Linked DNA regions of Zea mays: region 1 is linked to region 2. Evidence: chromatin contacts called from public Hi-C data. All regions are on one chromosome and are shown on one strand. Each heading gives the region's core, a stretch centred on a gene start, on an enhancer-like site or on the middle of the called end of the contact. The rest is flanking DNA. Distances are from core to core; before and after follow the strand shown. Region 1 has its middle 190 kb from the start of LOC103650483. Region 2 holds the start of LOC100217281 (Protein tesmin/TSO1-like CXC 4).

Evidence for each region. A called contact is a pair of places that touch in the nucleus more often than the background predicts.
Region 1: a Hi-C map of tassel shows a contact between it and region 2, with 2.5 times the contacts expected there. The contact joins the enhancer-like site here to the promoter of LOC100217281 in region 2. A contact is called at or near these places in 2 of 25 Hi-C or Micro-C datasets (ear and tassel).

What each region holds. Positions count from the first base shown.
Region 1 is chr3:121,857,465-121,860,164 of Zm-B73-REFERENCE-NAM-5.0, forward strand. No RefSeq gene overlaps it. Among protein-coding and RNA genes, the nearest start is that of LOC103650483, 190 kb to the right of the region's middle. Within about 2 kb of position 1,312, at least 14 of the 20 cell types and tissues checked have an H3K27ac peak or open chromatin away from gene starts, as enhancers often do. A contact at or near this core is called in ear and tassel, where this site is marked.
Region 2 is chr3:121,287,754-121,290,453 of Zm-B73-REFERENCE-NAM-5.0, forward strand. LOC100217281 (Protein tesmin/TSO1-like CXC 4) reads right to left here and starts at 1,312. Exons shown (of 6, transcript NM_001143632.1): 1 at 1,012-1,312; 2 at 781-846. The coding sequence starts at 1,214. It overlaps LOC100216775, which reads right to left. Exons shown (of 11, transcript NM_001317372.1): 11 at 2,160-2,700.

The sequences.
Region 1 (2,700 bases), core at 62-2,561, 570 kb after region 2:
CACTCTACATAGGTTGCACATCTTTACCCACAAGTTGTGTTACCCATTTGCCAAGGGATCGCGACTTCCCATTCATCTCTGTCAAGGAGACGAGGCAGGATAGCACTGTAATGCCTTTACAAAGTTCCACTAGCTTCAGAAACCCCGCTACAGTTTCTGAGGAGAGCGATATATGAATCCCCTTCTGAAAGGCCATCGCAGCATGATCAACCCGAGAACCTCCCTCTACCAACAACTCCCCTACCTCCCTTTCCCCTTTCGGGTAAGGTAGACCTCCACTAAATTTTCTAATTAGTCAGCTAATGGCGTCCCATACCACCCTTGTGGTAGCACTGTTTTCCCGGGTGGTTCTCGATGTTCCAGTTAACATAGTAGTCTTATCATGAACAATAAGTAATTTATTAACAATAAATAGCATGATCATGATTAATATGTATCTTAACACCCTAAACCACATAGAGCAATAGCAAATACTACCCCAAAAGTTCAGTGGTAAGCAAGGTGTAAGGTAAACCAAACTAGGGTGACCTACTGGATCTCATCAAAATTAGCCTAAGCATATCACAGTGATTAAAAAGAACATTATTGGGTAAAGAAGAGTGATCAATGGCACAACTTGCCTTCAATGAGCTCCTGCTCAGGGTTTTCCACCTGCTCTGTTCTGGCTTCCTCGGTCACTTGCCCGTCTACTCGCAACAATACAAACAAACATTGCATAGGAGAAATTAACACCACACCAAACATGAGGGCAAAATACATAGTAATGATCTATGTGTTGTATGAGATTGTAGATTCAAGAACCACTAGAATCGGAGTTACGATTATAAAGATATGATTTCTCGTGGTTTTATACGATTAAATAGTGATAGTGCATATACTCTATGTTATTGAATACAATTCTTGAGAGATTATGAAATAGATACTTTAGCCTTAAACTAAGTTATGACTTGATCAGAGATTATCTTTTAGCATAGCTTATAGATAACAATTATTGCATTTATTTTAATTATAAAAGTAAACCTTATGAGCACATGTTAAACTATCATTTAATTATCTCTAAAAACAGAACCAATTATTGTTGTTTAATGTGTAGGCAATATTAATATGAAGCCAATGCAACTGGATGCCGGTTGCATGGCCAGCTGGAACTTGCAAGGATTGTGGCGGTTTGTTACGGCGCCCACGAGAGGATTTGCTCAGCGCAACGAGCTGAAGAGGATGGCTGACCGCACGGACCACAAACTAGTGAGGGCGAGCGAAATGGAGCTGCTGACCGATGGGGCCCACACATCAGAGCGCATGCGAGAGTCTGGCGGGGCGGCACCATGCGACAGTGGCTCGTTCTGGTGTAGGGCGGCGCGCGGGATGTAGCTGGGCCGAGCCCAGGAAACTCGGCCAGAGTGGCCTTTTTCTTTTTGTTTCTTTTCTTTTTTATTTTTCCTTTTTCTATCTTCTTTATTCTTTCCTACTTTAAATCCAAATTTAGGTAAGGGGTATTAAATTCAAAATATGCACAGAACCAAAAATACAAAGTGATACAAATCTTGTATTCATTTATTATTATATTCCTCTAAATATTAGAAGGCTTTAACACATATGAACCTAATAAAGAAAAAATCATTCTATAATTAAGAATCTCCCTTTTTTCTATTAGAAAGGATCATGACTCTTTAATAAAACACGAAGTAGAAATAACCCTAGTATTATTTCTTGAATATTTAGTGCCCTAGAATTCTCATTTTAGGGTTTACAAATCCTACCACCCCCTAAAAGGAATCTCGACCTCGAGATTAAGATGAACAGGGAAAAAGATGAAGAAATTCTACTCTTAGTTCTTCCTCTCCCTCCCAGGTAGCTTTATCATCTCTGTGATGGCTCCATTGGACTTTGCACATTTTAATCACTTTATTCCTGGTGACTCGAGTCAAGGTATCGATGACCTTGATAGGATATTCCGTGTAGGTCAGATCGCCTTGTACACTAAGTTCCTCCATAGGTAGTTGCTCTTCTGGCACCTGAGGCACTTCTTCAACTCACATACATGGAATACATCGTGTACATCAGCCAGATGGCTTGGTAACTCCAGTTGATAAGCCACTTCCCCAACTCGCTTTAGGATCTTGAAGGGTCCAATATAGCGAGGGGACAACTTCCCTTTGACTTTAAACCTTCTCATACCCCGGATCGGTGACACCTTTAGGTACACGTGATCACCTTCCTCAAATTGTAGCAGTCTTCTTCGGGTATCCGGATAGCTTTTCTGCCTTGACTGTGCAGTTCTCAGATTCTCCCTTATTATTCAAACTTGTTCATCTGCTTCTTGGATAATCTCAGGTCCAAAGAACTGTCTCTCACCGGTCTGATCCTAATACAAAGGGTTTCTACACTTCCTTCCATATAAAGCTTCAAACGAGGACATCTTCAGGCTAGCTTGATAACTGTTATTATAAGAGAACTCAGTGTAGGGTAAGCTCTTATCCCAACTGCCACGATGCTTAAGGGCACAAGCTCTTAACATATCTTCTAGCACCTAATTTGTTCTCTCGGTCTGGCCATCAGTTTAGGGATGATAGGCTGAGCTAAAGTTCAACTTCGTGTCCATGTACTCATGTAACTTCTGCCAAAACCAGGAAGTGAACTATGATCCCCGGTCAGACACAACCTTCTTAGGTACTCCGTGTAGACAGACTATGCGGGAGA
Region 2 (2,700 bases), core at 62-2,561:
TCAGGTACAACTAACCAGCTCGGCAGTAGGCAGCATGAGCCAACAGGACACCAGACTAATCATTCCTGTAGGCTGTAGCAGTGTAGCTGACTATTTGGCTAGTGATCAAGTGCCCAGGCAACTCAACCTGACTTTATAACTTGAAAACATCGGTTCAGTGTTCACCTTTATTGCCATAATTGCATTTATGTGGAACCCTCATCAGCAAACTTAGCTCCCTCCACAGGACGAGCGGTACACAGCATTACATCCAAATAGGCAGATCACGGACACACCGGGAAATGCAGCAGCCTGTTCTTCCGCCGTGCAAGTGCAGCCTTGCAGTAGGATATAGTAAACCTAGAAGCACTGGTCAACTTGGAACCAACAATGGAACCGGCCTCTTCTCATTAATGTACATCCAGTTACGAGCGGGGGTTACTGGGAGCTCAATAAAACCGCGGCATTTTGCTACTAGGCGGTGTGAGATTGACGAAACAAAGAAAAAAAGAAAAAAGTACCGTACATTTGAAACATGCAAGACTAATCAGATTAAACCTAAAACATCTGCCTAGAAACAGCACTGGATTCGTCAGCGACAGCAAACCGAATCAGCACCGAACCAAAAACGGTACAGACATCCTAGGCGCACACTGACGACGACATGTGGGAGTGAAGAGCTCGTTTTCTTCTCTAGCCACACCTCATCCCACGGTGGCACGTACACTGCGCGGGGGGGCTCGAACGGAGCAATGGAGAAGGCAGTGCAGTGCAGGCCAGGGGCGAAAGGGGTAAACTTACAGCTTGAGGCACCTGGACTTCTTGCAGCTGCAGGCCTTGCACCCGTCCCCGTCGTCCGCCTTCCTCCTGATCCACATCCACCCACCCAGCAAAGAGGGAAAAAAAACAGAGGGACGGAGGGAGAGAGTGTAAGCGGGAGCGGATCGCACGCAGCGAAACGAAAGAGGAGACCGGGCGCGCGGCCGAAACAGTGCGGGAAAGGGAGAGAGAAGAGGGAGGAGGCGCACGGACCTCCTCTTCCTGTCGGAGTTGCCGTTCGCCTCCGCCGGCGCTGGCGGCGATACGGCCGCGGAGGCGGTGGGCGCGGCAGCCTCGGCGGCTGGAGTCGGGGCGGAGGCGGGAGGCGGAGGCGGAGGCGGAGGCGGGGAGAGGTGCGCGTCGTCGGGCTCCGGCCACGGTTGATTCGTCGCCCCCGCCCCCACATCCGCGTCCATCGGAACGGGCGCCGCCGCTTGCGGCGCCCCGATCGGCGGCGTGGGGCTCGCCGTGGCGACAAAGCGAAGGCGAGCGCGAGAGGTGCGGACTGCGGGAGTCGGAACTCGAGAGGGGCACGGTGCTACGGCCGCACGAGGAGGAAAGGAAAGCCAACTAGTGAGATGAAATGGGGGTTAGGGGCTTTGAGATTCGCGCTCGCTGCTGGGACGGCCCCGATCGCTGTTGGATCCTCTGGTTCGGTTTCGACCAGGGTTTCTCTCTGGCCTGTTCGCTCTACTGAGGGCATGTACAGTGGTGTTTAATGTGGGGGCTCTTAAGGTGTTTTAGGGGGTTATTTGCAAAAAAATGTTAGAGCCGTCTCTCCGTGAAGAGACGCCTCTGGCTCGTAAACCAAGTAACAACAGACGTCTCACTTCCCACTGTACGAATTTGTCGTCTGTTCTATCTATCTGATGCTATACAAATACATTTAATTCTGTATTTATTAATAGACTACGTTTATAGACACTCCATTGTACAATATAGTCTCTTAGTTGTCTCCTGTGCTTGGAGAACCGTTTTGGTGTCTCTCCACTGTACATGCCCTAATCAGTTGGCTTCAATCTAAACCGTATGCTCATATCAATTCCCACAAATCTATGAACAAATCTATGCGTGTGGCGAAACGAATCCATGAGTGTGGATAGCCAATAGTGTTGCATTCAGGTTACCGCCAAGGCGCATGTCGTTATCGATGAGTGCCGTTAGCCATGGATTCTATCGCTAGCTGGAATTGGGGCGTGAGTATATATGGTGGTGGCTGCCAACAAATTGCCAAGGAATTGGGTCCAGGCTTTCATCTGATTCTTTGCTCAGTTTATTAGGAGCATGGACGATGTTTTTACAGCGAAAAAGGATGTGTTCTTCTGAATTTGCATCGCACATCACAATTCACAAATACCATATTTTGCACTCAGTTAACACACCGCAGATGATCAATACCATAAAAGCATTGCCAGTTCATACACGGAGATTTTACAAGTTCGCACGCACACAAACAAAATCATTCCCACTCCCTAAACCATCTTCAAATTCATCAACCACTTGTTCTGAACAAACGCCGTCAACAGTTGCACGACTACAGTTACCAAGCACGCACAAGAGAATGCATCTCAAGAGCCCTGCTATATCATGCCATATCCTATAGTGATCAAAGTTCTAGCTTAAATAAAAGTCTTGCAGTTTAACCTCAGACAAATATAAGTCTTAACAGTTCTGTCATCTGGTACATGCGAGATTCACATCTTGATCCCAGATACATACAAGTCCTCAGATTCTTCGGTCTCCGGAACAAAATAATGAACATAAATTATAGACAGACAGCCACAGGGAACACACGGAGCCAAGAGATAATTTACCAGCAAACCAAATGCCATTGGTTGTTCTAGGGAGGCAGAATTTTGCCAGCACGCGGCAGATTATTATAGCAGTACATAAATAATCATT